Linked DNA regions of Mus musculus: all the other regions are linked to region 1. A link is a contact called in public promoter capture Hi-C and targeted proximity ligation data. All regions are on one chromosome and are shown on one strand. The core of a region is the stretch at or near the end of the contact, and the rest is flanking DNA. Distances in the headings are between cores, read along the strand shown.

Region 1 (2,700 bases), core at 57-2,556:
GGATTTTTCTTGTCACTATCCTCTATATGACATCCTGGGGAAAACAACTGTGACTCAAAAAAAAAATTAAATATGAGAAAGAATGGCTCCATGATAGAATAAACAAAACAGGAAGCCTCAAAGGGCCATCAGATCATTAATGGAATAATAAAGTTGCTGTTCCAAGTTACAAAAACTACTCTCCCTTCACTGACTTCTATGGGCAGCTACTGTGAGACCTGGTAATACGTTCTTACATCTGCAAGTTAGTATGCACTTCTAAGCACACACAGCACCTTATTTATCAAAAATGTTAGGAGTGTTTTGTCTGCATGTATTAATGTGCAGAAGAGGATGTAGGAACCCCTGAAGCTGGAGTCCCAGATGGTTATGAACAATCTTGTGGGTTCTGAGAATTGAACCTGGGTTCTCTGCAAGAGCAACAAGTGTTATTAACTGCTGAGCCATTGCTCCAGCCCACACAGTAGTTTAACAGTTATGTGCCGAAGACCCTCAGATGTCTAGGCCATTTGCAGTTTTGGAGATTTTAGTACATTAAAAAGTTAGATGTACAGGACTGCAGAGCACCTGGCTACTATTGCTAAGTGTCTGCATATCTGTACTATTATTTAGAAGATAAAAAAATCTGATATATGCCCAGTTAGTGCTGACTGGGTAGATCATGGGCCACACATCAGTGGTAGGATGCCTGGGAACTAGCCCAATAGTTATCTGCTTTGCAACATCGAGGGACTTCGCTGCAGTTTGCCTTCCTTACATATATCTGTTGAATCACTCAACGGAGGGAGGAAGCACAAACACACCTTCGATGCCTTTTCTCAGAGAAAAATAAGTGGAAATGACAGGTACTCACTTTCAAAAGTTGGAACTGGGAGGAGCGTCTTCAGACCAGCACTGGTGGGAAGGGCTGCCCAAGAATCTACAATGACAAATCAAACCATTACTGTTACACTCTGATCACTCCTGACAGAGGTGTCTAGAAGCACGGGGGTACGAGTTCCACTAAATGGGCTTCCAAGGAAGCAACTAGGCTCACGGAGCACCGTCTCCCGCACATGACCAGGACCCAGGCCTCCGCATAGTGGAGGTGGAAGAAGTAAGGAAAGCGCAGGACCTATCGCAGTAAGCATAGACTTTGGAATGTGGGGAGGAAGATCGGGGAAATGCCTTTTTAAAAGATGAAACAGGTTTCTGACCTGAAAAGTGCATCCGCAGGAGCGGCGCGGGGACGCGCGTCAACAGCCTCCACATGGCCACGCGTGTGCTGCCGGGTCAGGTTTCTCTCAACTACAACAGTGGCTTTTCCCAGTTCAGAGCTTTGCCGGCCCGCGGACACAAGACAGGAAGTGACGTCATCCTGTCCCACCTTTTATAGAGTCCTGACGGAAGTAGAGGAAACTTCCAGCACCTGGTTCTGGAGCAGGTTATCTGCGGGTTAAAGGTCCCACAGGCCAAGCCACGCCCGAGGTGTTTCAAGTTTCCGCGAGGGTCTTCTCAGTTTTTTTCTGTTTAGTGACAGCTCTGGGTTTTCTCCTTGGTGTAGAAAGCTGCGAAAGCCCGAGGTTTTGTAAGAAGTTGTTCCCTTAACTTTCCGTACATTTATGTCTCTTCTCTAGGGACATAGAAAGATGCTATTGATTTGTCATTGGCTTATTTACTGTGCGCTTGCTGAGTTTGGTCTTGACAAATCTATCAAAAGAGCTGTAGCTGGAGTTTTCAAGGTAAAAGCACTGGCTTGGGCATTCCCAACCGGCTGGGTTCGATCACCTGTCCTTTTACTTTTATAATTAAAAAAAAAAAAGATTTATTTATTTATTATATATAAGTACACTGTAGCTGTCCTCAGACACACCAGAAGAGGGCATCAGATCTCATTACAGATGGTTGTGAGCTACCATGTGGTTTCTGGGATTTGAACTCAAAACCTCTGGAAGAGCAGTCAGTGCTCTTAACCGCTGAGCCATCTCTGCAGTCCCACCTGTCCTTAATATGCTAATTAAAAGAAAGTAACCTCGAAAAGCCATTAATTTAAGGTAGCTTCATTTGAAATAATAAATGATGGACTCCAATGACCATTCAAGATCATTTTCATGGCCCTGATATGAGCTTTAAGCTATTTATTTATTTATTTATTTATTTGAGACAAAATCTCTATGTAGTTCTGGCTGTTCTAGAACTCACTATGTAGATAGGCTGGCCTCGAACTCACAGAGATCTGTCTGCCTCAGCCTACACAGTGTGGGATTAAAGGCATGTACCACCACACCTGGCACCTTTAAGTTTAACTAGTGGACAAACTGGGGCATCGAGTGGGGAGTCCGCTAAAAAGTATGCATAATTAAGCAGTCCTGGTCTAGGCTGATCATTGCTTCAGTTTTGGTTTGGTATGGTGGTCATCTCAAGCTGGCATAGATTAACAGGATTAATTTGTTTCTATAAATGATCAGTTTGGTTTCAAGATTTAGCCTTGTCTTCACAGAAGAGGGGTAATGTTCTGTCTTCAAAGTTTTTCCTTTAAGAAATCCAAGAGAAGGAGCTGGAGGGATGGCTGGGTCGTTAAGGGGATTGGCTGCTCTAGTGAATGGACCACACCATAATTTAATAAGGAAGGGAAATGAAATAATGTATAATTATCCTTTTGGAAATGTTGGACATATAATTTTTCCTGAGGCTGGAGCTTTGTAGTGATTAGAACAAGAG
Region 2 (2,700 bases), core at 127-2,626, 230 kb after region 1:
CCACGGCAAGAAAGACTGAATGATACTGGAACAAAAACAGATGTGTAGACCAGTGGGATAAAAACAAAGGCTCAAATATGAACACACACAACCTCAGCCAATTAATACCTGACAAAGATGACAAAACATAAACTGGAGAAAAGAAGGTATCATCAATAAATGGTGCTGGAAAACTGAAAGTCTACATGCAGAAGAATGAAAATAGAGCCCTATCACTTTGCACAGAAACTAATTGCAAATGGATCAGAGACCTAACCTTGGAACCTAAAACACTGAAACTGCTAGAAAAAAAAAAATAGTAACCTAGATGATATAGGTGTAGGAAAGGACCTTCTGAATAGGCGTCCATATGGATATCCAAGATTAAAGACCAACAATTGACAAACAGAGCTTCACAAAACTAGAAAGCATAGCTAAGGAAACAGTCAACTGGGCCAGGTGACTAGGAAGCCCTTAGAATGGGCGAGAACATTGCCAGTTATACATTTGAGTGAGAATCTAGCTTTTTGACATGCAGGGGGTGTGAGGTTGGGCTTGGGCTGGCAAGCAGGAGAAGCAGAGATCTCAGGGCTGGCCCTGCTCTTTGAAGCAGCTCTGTTACTGTGTAGTAGCCCTTGCTGTGGTGTTGGGGGAGGGGCAGAGAGTGGATAGTAGCCCTTGCTGTGGTGTTGGGGGAGGGGCAGAGAGTGGAGGCTGGCAGCCAGCTAGTTAGGTCAAAATGAGATTTGGAGAGTGTAGCTAAGAGTCAAAGGGGCCGGGGTGGGGGAAGCTGGCCAGGAAAAGTCAGAGAGAGAGAGAGAGAGAGAGAGAGAGAGAGAGGGGGAGAGGGAGAGGGAGAGGGAGAGGGGGAGGGAGAGGGGGGAGGAGAGGGAGAGAGAAAGAGAGAGAGAGAGAGGGGGAGGGAGAGGGAGAGGGGGAGGGAGAGAGAGAGAGAGAGAGAGAGAGAGAGAGAGAGAGAGAGAGAGAGAGAGAGAGAGATATCTTTTGAACTAGGTCAGAGTTTACTTACTCCTTGAGTAATGTGGTGGAGTTTCGATGTGGGACTCTATTTGTGGGTATGCTTGAGCTGGGTTTTCACCACGATGGTAGTGCCAGTTGTAGAGTCCTTGGGTCCCGCTGTCACAGGGCAGGGCCACTCAGGGAGGCAGGATGTAGGATGTTGGATGTGTGATGCTGGATGGCAGATGCTGGAGTTGTCTGAGCTTACCCCACACTGTCCAGGCTCCTGTTGGGCCTTAGGGAAGCCCTGAGAAGATGCTCAGAAAGTGGGAAAGCACAGTCAGAGGTGCGGGGGACAGCCAGAACAGGCTCGGAGGTCCCCAGGCCTGAGATGAAGCCCGGGCTGTGGGGTTCCCTTGGAAGTCCAGGCGCAGCTGGAAGTTGCGAAAGAGCTGAGAAAGGAATCTGGGCGGGGTCTCGGGAAGAGAGGGGAGCTCAGGCTGATCCCACAGGGAATGTCCTTGGCTTGATTGCAGACTTGTCCCTGATTTTAGTGGAATTGCTTTAAGTTTCTCTTCATTTAGTTTGATATTGTCTATTGGCTTGCTGTGTATTGCTTTGATTATATTTAGGTATGTGGCTTGTATCACTGACTTCCCCAATAATTAAACATGTAGGGGTGTTAGATTTTGTCAAAGGACTCCTGAACTACAAAACTTCAGGAGAAATAACCATCCCTGACCTCAAGCTGTACTACAGAGCTATAGTGAATAAAAACTGTATTGGTATAAAGACAGACACATAGATCAATGGAATCAACCAAAGACCCAGATATAAATTCACACATCTGTGGGGACTTGATTTTTGATAAGGAAGCCAAAACCATACAATGGAGAAAAGAAAACATGTTCAACAACTTGTTGATTTCATCTTCTTTATCTGCTCTCTAGCTAATTTTATTAGGATAATTTAAATATTTCATTTTCTGAGTTAAGGGGTAATCATATTTGAGGATACAGAAAGGGAATGCAGAAAGTTGACACCAACAAATTCATTGCATTTATTATTGTGAAAAAAACATAAGACACTACACCCAGACACAGACCCTCTAGATGGTAAAGTGGGCAAAGAGCAGGTTTGGCACACTACAATGTTAGGTCAAGTTAAAGAGGTGAGGTGCCACCTCCTCGTAGTCAGGATATAGAGCATGTGTAGAGAGGTTCTGTTCAGTGGAGATATGTCCACCAGTACCTGTGCAGAGACACAGCACATACATGAGCACATGATGACAGCTGCCCATAGACCTGCACCTCCTCTAGCCCCATATATCTTCATGACACCTAGAATTTTCTATGTTTGAGTCAAAATTTATAGCTGACAAATGTGAATACTTAGGAATCAAAGGGTATTATGTTTGGGAAGAAAAGACAGTGAAATATCTGTTAAAAGCTTCCTGATTAAGTTTTTTTTTTTTTTAACTGACATAAATGACAAGATTGTAAGTTTTCTGTATAATCACGTAGTAACATAAACACGGGCTGTGCAGCTTAAATGGCATGGGATACTGTGAACTGGGCTGACCCTGTGAATTAGTAGAGCTGAGATGTAGGCATCAAACTTAGAGAAACTTAGAAACAAGGAAGAATCCTGTCTAGAGCACTTTTCTGCTTTGATCCAGTCTTTCTTTATATTTTTAGTTGTCATTCTAAAAATTATCAAATGTTATACAGGTTAATGGGATTCAGTTTGATACACCCATAC
Region 3 (2,700 bases), core at 125-2,624, 130 kb after region 1:
TTCCACCATACAAAACTATCTGACTTCTAGCCTTGAAGGGCTTCAGACACAGGGTCCCAACCTAAGCTGAAGCCTCAGATGATCCCCGAAAGCCACTGGGGTACAGTGGGCCAAGGTAAGACACTGGAGGACTGTCATTCATTTTTGTACTCCCAGAACATGGGGCATGGGCTGCTTTTATCACTGTTAACATTAGAGTGAGGTCTAGTCAGAATCGTTCCTAATAGAGGATGAAATTTGCCTTTGTTTGTTTGTTTGTTTGTTTTTAAATTGCTATGACAAAAAAAAAACCCAGACTAAATGAACGTAGGAAAGCTTTATGCCTATTTCCAATTTGAAGGGAGGGGTGGTGACAAGGGCTGCTCTGGCCCTGCCAGCAGAGTATGTGATGGGCTGGTCACACTCTCTGCAGTCAGGAAGCAGACAGATGAGTGCTCACTCAGCTCACGGTTCCTTTTTCATCCAGTCCAAAGCCATGGGATTTTGAATTCCATATTCAGGATTCATCTTCTAAGTTAAATGCTTATGGGAACTCTCTCACAGAGGTAACCAGAGTCATAATTCATATCCCAGGCAACCCTAAATGTCTAATTATGAGTGTCTGCCCTCTGCTTTCTCTCAAGTGTTCTCCCTCACTCCCTCTATTCTATGGTGTGACATGAAAGCCCTCAGAAGTGCTAGTGTTCTGGCACAGGACTTTTCAGATTCTATGGCCACGAGAAAAATAAACTCTTCTTCTTTATAACCCACCCTGTCAGTGGCATTCTCTTATACTATCAGACAACAGACCAATACATCTGGATAAATATGAGAGAATCTGATTATCTCCTCTATGTCAGTTTTGTCTTTCATTACATTGATTCAGTAGTGGTATTTAGGTCATGGGTTATCCCAAGGATGGAAGAAATGGATGCACCCTGAAGCAAATTGAACAGCAAGTGACAGTTGATGTAAACGCAATATATTTAAATTACCATTGTCTTAATTTATGACAAATGAACTAACCTTGCTTGGCCTGAGAGGATTAAACATTATAATTTCTATAAAAACAGTTTTAGCAACATCACTGATACGTTATGTAAACTCAGTCCCTTAATGGCCACAATATGTTGTTCCCCTTCCCAACACTATTCATTCTGCCTGGCTTCACTTTTTTTTTACATAGCTAGACTTATTCTCCCCCATCCCACTCTACCTTCCCACTGACTTAGCCCCTTGTTCTGCTTTTATTTCTTGCTCCAATAATGTGTGAAGCAACATCTTAGAGCCAGATGCTGATGGCTCCATATACCAGCTTCCTTCTTAATGGTATACTTGGGGAAGTGGGTGGGCCATTAGTGCCCTCAAATAGGAGTGTTATTAGCACACCTTTCAGGCAGCCAGCAAAACCACTTCCACTGGACTTGCTGAGGAATTGCACAAAGAAGAGATTCGTTAAGCCTGAGGAGGAAGAGACTGCTGGTTTTGGGGGACAGACTCTGGTGGTCATTACTGTCTCCTCTTCTGTAATGAGTTGGACTTGCAGGGGAAGGACTTGTCAAATCCTGAATTCTTCAAGGTAAACCCTACCAGACCTTTCTCCATTGGAATCATCTCTTCATTTTTCTGTCTGCTAAGGGTGGCTTTCTTGGGATAAAAGTCTTCTGTTTCATTTCTCAGTAGAGGTTTGGAATTTTTAGCTGTGTGGACAAATGTCTTTGGAATGCAGATATTACCTGGCGCCTGGTAACCCGGTGCCATGATTTTTGGCATAATATATTTGGAAAATGTAGACATGGATAGACCAATGTTAGGCAGGCAGTCAGGCACGCACGCGCACACACACACATACACACACACACACACACACACACACACACACACACACACACACACACATTTTGACATATTAAGAGGCTGCCTCTGAGTTTGGTGGCCAGGTCTAGCTATGAGAGGTGGCCTGAATGATAAGTTTTGTGAGGGAGATCCTGCCTGAGTGCATAAGAGTGTGGTGATAATTAGAGGCAGATTTGACCCTTAACTTCTCAGATCCCTGCCAGGTGGACTTGGGAATGTTATTTAATGCTCTATTTCTTAGATTCCTCATCTGTAAAATGGAAAGTGTCATAATGACAATACACATTCCAATAGATGTTTTGCAAACTGAATTGGTTGACATGAGTAAAACACCCAGAAGTGTTCTACACAGATAGAGCTGGGGAGATGAACTCCTTAGTGGGACACTAGGAAGCCTACAATTTCTAGATTTCTTTTAAAAGCCAAATTGACTATATTTTGTAGAACATGGCTTGCTTTACCTGAAGGCTGGAGCTTACCTTCAATTCTTTTCTAAAAAGCTCAACAATGTGTCAGACCTCCAAAGCCATTGTGTGGTGTTTTCAGCATGAAGACCCAGTGCCTGCTAATGGATTTTCTATTATTATTCTTAAACATGGCTATTTATAAAGTTTGTATTAGATATATATGAACTGTGAGGCAGTGAGGCAGATGAGCACACAGAGAGATGCAAGCACCTTTAAAATTGAAGCTCAGCCTGAGGTGTGTGGAACTTGTGCTGAAGGGATTCCCAGAACATGAAGAAAGGGTTCACCATTCAGACTAGGCCAGGACTAAAAGGGTTTTTTGAAAGCTTGATTTTGGCAGTATCCAGGCCAAGTTGTAGTGGGGAGAGAGGATTTGCTTTGTGAAGAGAATAGTTTT
Region 4 (2,700 bases), core at 85-2,584, 250 kb after region 1:
AAGTCATTAAGTGCCTTGGCTTTGAACATAAAATAACAACAAACAAAACAAACCATGCTTCCCAGTTCTGCCCCCACCTCCCAGACTGTGCACCTTTGGGCATCCTTGACCTGTCCTTTGGCAGAAGAAACTGCTGGTACAGAGAAATGTAAAACCATCACATCTCAGATTTAGGAGTTATTTTTTTCAAAATGTTAAACACACCACAATGATTTTAGATAATAAACACCTCATAGGAAGGGAAATCCTGGATCCCCACAGGTTTCTGTTTCTATGCCCAAATGTTTACACAAAATTTGTCAGATGTAGCTCTGGCTCTTTCCCAATTTCACCTAGAACAAGTGCATTGTCTTTATTCAATGACTTGCACTGTCCGGCTGCTTTGCTATCCATGAGGTACTAAAGTCAGCCTTCAGTGCTTTCCAATCCATGCTATGTACCACTCAAAACGTGCAACCCTATGCATCTGTTTCGTGTGTCTAATAGTGCCAATTTTAGGATTAGCACCTCACATTTTATCATATTTTAGTAGACATAATCTAGTGTTTTTATTCTTGAAAACAATCCTTTACATTAATTAATAAAATCACAATCAGTAACAAATTCAGAATCAAAACTTTGATGTATATGAGGAAGTAATGATGCTTTGCACAGCAACATCAAATAAATGCTAAATAAACAGGCAAAGTTCTCATTACTGACCAGTTGCCTACACACAGTTGTGTGTGGCGGCACAGCTGTCTCTGACTCTGGTTCTCTCCTTATTTTCCCACCTGCCAGGGGCAGCCTGTGTTTAAGTCTCTTCAGTGTGAAGAAGCAGCTGAATGCACCCATATGAGAAGTCCTGGAGTCCTAAGCTTTTTTCAAGTTTTGTCATGATACTGACAATCATGCCCTTGTTAGGTGGAAGGACCATGTTCCCTGGGGAATCGGTTTCTGAGCTCATCTTGGCTCCCTTCTGTTCTCTGTGCTATTCTCAGCCCTTAGGCTGCCTAATCAGTGAATGACCTGAGAGTTCTGCTCCTTATGTCAGTGATCACCAAGATTATGCAGCTAAAATGGCCAGGACAGAGGTAAGCCAGATGCCCTGTGCCTTTGCCCATTTAATTCTAAAGAGCCCCCGTGTCTCCATTGCTTTCATGAGCATCAGCAAGTTCTTGTAACTCAGTCCCAGAAACAGAGTGCTACACAGAGGGAAGTCCCTTCAGGGTTGCCTACCTGAGCCTGTGTGCCTTGTCACCCAGTCACTTCCAGCCGAGCTCTCAGGAACCCGAAGAGCCTTAACTCTGGGTTCTCTCAGGCTGATCCTTGGTTCCTTCTTGTGAACTTGTAACTGTCTCCAGCCCTTCCTTCTTCTGTGTTCACTGCACAGGAAGTGGTGCTTAACAGGTTGAGGACTGTTATTGTGCCTGTACTTCCTATATCAGAAAGTCCCAGTAACTTCAGAAAAATTACTAATTGAACCAGTTTTGATAGAGTGAGGGGTGAGGTAGTGAGTTGCAACACCCACTAGCTGCATGCAATGCCCAAGTTCACTTTCTTGAACTTTAGTTGTTTATGAGTTAAACAAAGAACAGCAACATGCTGGGAAAACCTATTAAGATGAGAGAAAGTTTTTGGAGGGGAAACTAGGAAAGGGGATAACATTTGAAAAACAAATAAAGAAAATATCTAATCAAAAAAGGGAAAAAAGATGAAAGTTTTTCTTAAAGACCTGTCTTCCTTCTAACTACTATTTAATGAACTTTCTTGATTACTAATGATATTGCAAGTCATAGTAGTATTGATGAATAAAACATTTCACAATGCAGAGTAAAGTATGATAATAGTAATCATGACCTTGGATTTTGATATATTACTTTATTATAGGCTAATACATTACTGAGCACACTGTAATGTATAATCAATTGTAACAATTGATCATTTTACAGTATTTTTGGTACTTTGTTATTCATACTTTTTCCCCCAGTAACTCTTCAGCCTCTGGGGAAAAAAACCCCTGCACACAGGATTTCAGCACTCGCTGGTTAATTGATACTCCCTTTAGAGCCTTCCTCATCTCTTCTAACCTTCTTCTAGACCACTGGACTTCTCTAACAGGAGATGTGTCCAGGGAGTTACTGGACACTTCTAGAAAAGTAATAGATCAGGAGAGGAGCAAGCAGAGAAGTTTCAACACACCAGGAATGACTTCAACAATCCTGCACTCCAGACACAGTCATGAAGACATGTGTCCCTGTGGCTTTCAGGCCCTTGGGTAGGCACAATTCAGAAGCTGACTTTGACATAATTAACTTCACAGGGGAACTAGAGCCAGCTGCAGCAACTGGACAGCTACACGCTGACAACTTCCTTCCTTCTTTCCTTGGAGTCAGCCAAAAAGAACCTAGGGAGACAGTGTGAGCCACTGTCACATCAGAGGGTTGTGGTGTGGTAATTCCCTGCAGGTTTCACAGCAGGCAGGAAAAACAAAACAACAACAGCAACAACAAAACAATTTAGGAAGAGATGAATAAAACTCAGCTCAGCCCCATTTTGTTGTAACTGGTGCTGGTCTAGCCTAGATTGTTTTACTTTAGCCATAGTGAAGCACAGCACAATTTTGGAACAAAAGGTTTTCAGATAGCAATGAACTCAGGCCCAAGCTCACAACAATGTAATGTTACATTGAGGTCCTTTACAAAGCACACCTGGCTTTTT
Region 5 (2,700 bases), core at 57-2,556, 220 kb before region 1:
TCACACCACCTGTCAAACTTGATTGTAATTGGCTGCTTACTTAATCTCTTTTCTGCTATTTGTATTCCAAATCAGTTAGATATCAGGCTCAGGTAAATGCTTAATGACTGAGGTTGAGTGAATGAAACAAAGAAAATGTTCCAGCCATATTCTAGAATGAACTTGTGTTTAGTAACTCTAAAATCACCTGGTCAAGCTCATAGGTCATGACCTCTACAGGCTATTTATGGAGGGTTCTACTTAATTGATCACAGTGCTGGGTGTCAAATCCCAGGCCGTGTACACACTCAGTGGCATTCTGGACCCACAGCCCTGGAGCTCTTTAGGATCTGTCCTTTGAAGACCCCTCATGTGACCACTCAGCTCCTTTCCTGATGGAACAATGACCAAAGCAGCTGTGATTTGTAAGGGTGGTGGGACTATGGTTTACAACAGGAGCTTCAGAAACTACACAAGGCTCAGAATGCTTCCAGTGGGGAAAGAAGGGTGGACAAGTGTGTTTCATACTGGTTTTGGCAGGGTCTCATGAGACCCAAGCTGGCCTCACATTCACTATGTTGCCAACAATGACCTTGGACTATCCTTTCCTCTCCATGTCCCCATGGCTAGGATTCACTGGGGTTCACCTGGAGGTTCTGAATTTTGTTCCATAAATGTACATCTATAATGAACCAAATCTGAAGATTTTCTGTGCCACTCTTTGAGACTTTGTTTTACTGACCCTATAGTGGAAATCCTTGAAGTATATGGCTGATGAGCAAGTTTGTTGAATGTGTGTATGTGATTGCTTTTTATAAATGAAGGAGAAGCAGCTAGGTCATCATGCTGGAGACTGTACTGTCGGCAAAAAGCCGATAGAAACATGCCTCCTTCAAGATCTGGCGAATGTTGTAGAGTAAGGACCACGGCCTTTGCATAGTGCATAGTCCTCCTGGGAGAACTTGGGAATACTGGGGTATAAAGTCCAGCAGTGTTGTGGTACAAGCAGTGCTCCGGTAGGTACACTTTCTTGCTTGAGGTCACTGATACTGCTTGACATGCCACAGATTGAGAGTTCTGGAAGGCTCTGTCCTTATTCCTTTTCAACTGTAGGGAACAGTGGCTGGCTGTCTTCCACCTCACTGTCATCTCTTCTTGCCCCACAGGTCGGAAAACTGCTGCTTTTCAACTCTGTGGAAATGAAGGCTGGGGAATTCAAACAGAATGGTAAATGCCAAACTCACTCCTATTTGCCTAAGACAGCATGGTGAACCATCTGTGGTGAAAGCCTGTATTTCCCTAAGTTTTGGACTTTGAAGGTCTCTGAATGTATTGATTTGAAATTTTGCTGAGTCATAATGGTGAATCATGTTGGATCCTGACCCTCAGGATCCACATTCCAGGTCATGTCATGTTATTAGATCAGAGAGGGATCATTAAACATTGTTGCTGTTTGACTGACCCTAATGTTGGAATTAAACTGATGGTGCTTGAGGTCTAACAGGACTGTCAGGAATGCCTCAAACCTACTGCTCTGCTTTTCACCTTGCCAGCAAACAAAATAACAAAACTTTACAAAATTTAACTTCCAATCTTGTAGTAATAATCGGGTGGTTTCCCCAAACCTGGTACAAAAACAATCTCTGATAACAGCTTATTTTGTTGACTTGAGATCTGAAAACTCCAGTCTTTGGGGCAGAGCTTTAAAAGAAAGGAAGGGCACTAGCCATCCAGGCCTGTGAAGACAGTCAAGCACTTTAGCAGCAGGATGTGACACACAGCCTGGAACAATGGTGAAGAACTGGACTATAGGAGCTTGAGTGATGGCTTAGCCATTAAGAGCACTTGCTGCTCTGCAAGAGACCCTCAGTTTGGTTCCCAGACCCACATGTTGACTCACCTTTCCACACAGTCATCTGGCTGCTGTGGCCACCAGGCATGCACACAGTACACATACACACTACTCTCAGGCCAAACACTCATATACATAAAATAAAGTTCCCACACAGAGCAAATCATCACTGGCCAGGTCTCCCTCTGTCCACCACTATTTCCTGACTATTAGGAGTAGAAGCAAATCAGACAATATAGCTTTTTAAAAATTATTTAATTTAGTAGTTTTTTTTTTTTGAAAAAAAGCAATAAGGCAAAAAAACTGAAAATATATATATAGTCTTATTTTGCTTTCATGTGACTTTATTCCATCTTCAGGACTTCTAAGCTTCTTCCATTAGCAGGGATCTGGGAATCAAGCTAGAAATGTAGTGCAGATAGAGGGAAAGGGGAAAGCACAGAGGTTCCTTGGGAAATTTCCATTCTATCCAAAGCCTCCGAGACGGCGCCCATTTTATGGGCCTCCCTGGAGTAACCCCTTGTGCTGGGGAAGCCTTCTTAGGAGGAAATTCCCTAGTGCTCAATCTTTGATCATTTTATCTAAGGAAGGAGAGTCAGTGGGAACGGACTGAAAATACTAATTTACCCAGTAAAATCCAATTTCCCTGGAGGGATAGCTTCCTCTGGAATGGTTATTTTCCCCAAGGACCCACACTGGCTGAGGCTCAACAGTTAAGGAACAAAAACAAAAACACTAACAAAAAGTACACAAGGAAGGCACCTCAATTTATGACCCTCAACCAAGGGTGGGTTGCACAAGGGCTACATTTCTGAACAGGAAACTAGAACTAATAAAGAAAAAGGGAGGGTGCCAGTGCCAGCAGGAGC

Evidence for each region. Promoter capture Hi-C pulls out the DNA fragments that hold promoters and counts their contacts. Capture Hi-C pulls out chosen DNA fragments and counts their contacts.
Region 2: a targeted proximity ligation map of memory CD8 T cells shows a contact between it and region 1, with 77 read pairs. A contact is called at or near these places in 4 of 39 promoter capture datasets (the 3T3-L1 cell line, the C10 cell line, hippocampal neurons and 1 more), 2 of 484 Hi-C or Micro-C datasets (B cells and CD4 T cells) and 4 of 130 datasets of targeted methods (bone marrow-derived macrophages, effector CD8 T cells, memory CD8 T cells and 1 more).
Region 3: a promoter capture Hi-C map of macrophages shows a contact between it and region 1, with 9 read pairs. A contact is called at or near these places in 14 of 39 promoter capture datasets (the 3T3-L1 cell line, 3T3-L1-derived adipocytes, the HPC-7 cell line and 10 more), 1 of 484 Hi-C or Micro-C datasets (bone marrow-derived macrophages), 4 of 130 datasets of targeted methods (the HPC-7 cell line, acute myeloid leukemia, bone marrow-derived macrophages and 1 more) and 3 of 9 other capture datasets (adipose tissue, liver and pancreatic islet).
Region 4: a contact with region 1 is called in a promoter capture Hi-C map of adipose tissue. A contact is called at or near these places in 6 of 39 promoter capture datasets (the 3T3-L1 cell line, the C10 cell line, hematopoietic stem and progenitor cells and 3 more), 5 of 484 Hi-C or Micro-C datasets (B cells, CD4 T cells, Th1 cells and 1 more), 3 of 130 datasets of targeted methods (CD8 T cells, bone marrow-derived macrophages and memory CD8 T cells) and 3 of 9 other capture datasets (adipose tissue, liver and macrophages).
Region 5: a contact with region 1 is called in a promoter capture Hi-C map of liver. A contact is called at or near these places in 26 of 39 promoter capture datasets (the 3T3-L1 cell line, 3T3-L1-derived adipocytes, the C10 cell line and 16 more), 142 of 484 Hi-C or Micro-C datasets (the 3T3-L1 cell line, 3T3-L1-derived adipocytes, the 63-12 cell line and 83 more), 44 of 130 datasets of targeted methods (the 230-238 cell line, DN3 thymocytes, the HPC-7 cell line and 28 more) and 5 of 9 other capture datasets (adipose tissue, embryonic stem cells, liver and 2 more).

The regions. Positions count from the first base shown.
Region 1 is chr19:11,769,021-11,771,720 of GRCm38.p6, reverse strand. It overlaps Mrpl16 (mitochondrial ribosomal protein L16), which reads right to left and starts at 1,306. Exons shown (of 4, transcript NM_025606.3): 1 at 1,197-1,306; 2 at 854-919. The coding sequence starts at 1,251.
Region 2 is chr19:11,535,470-11,538,169 of GRCm38.p6, reverse strand. It overlaps Ms4a4d (membrane-spanning 4-domains, subfamily A, member 4D), which reads right to left and starts at 1,376. Exons shown (of 7, transcript NM_025658.5): 1 at 1,010-1,376.
Region 3 is chr19:11,639,525-11,642,224 of GRCm38.p6, reverse strand. It overlaps Ms4a3 (membrane-spanning 4-domains, subfamily A, member 3), which reads left to right and starts at 1,374. Exons shown (of 7, transcript NM_133246.5): 1 at 1,374-1,558.
Region 4 is chr19:11,517,193-11,519,892 of GRCm38.p6, reverse strand. It overlaps Ms4a6b (membrane-spanning 4-domains, subfamily A, member 6B), which reads right to left and starts at 1,334. Exons shown (of 7, transcript NM_027209.3): 1 at 1,219-1,334.
Region 5 is chr19:11,993,482-11,996,181 of GRCm38.p6, reverse strand. It overlaps Osbp (oxysterol binding protein), which reads right to left. Exons shown (of 14, transcript NM_001033174.1): 14 at 2,068-2,700. Among named protein-coding and RNA genes, the nearest start is that of n-TFgaa6, 7.4 kb to the left of the region's middle.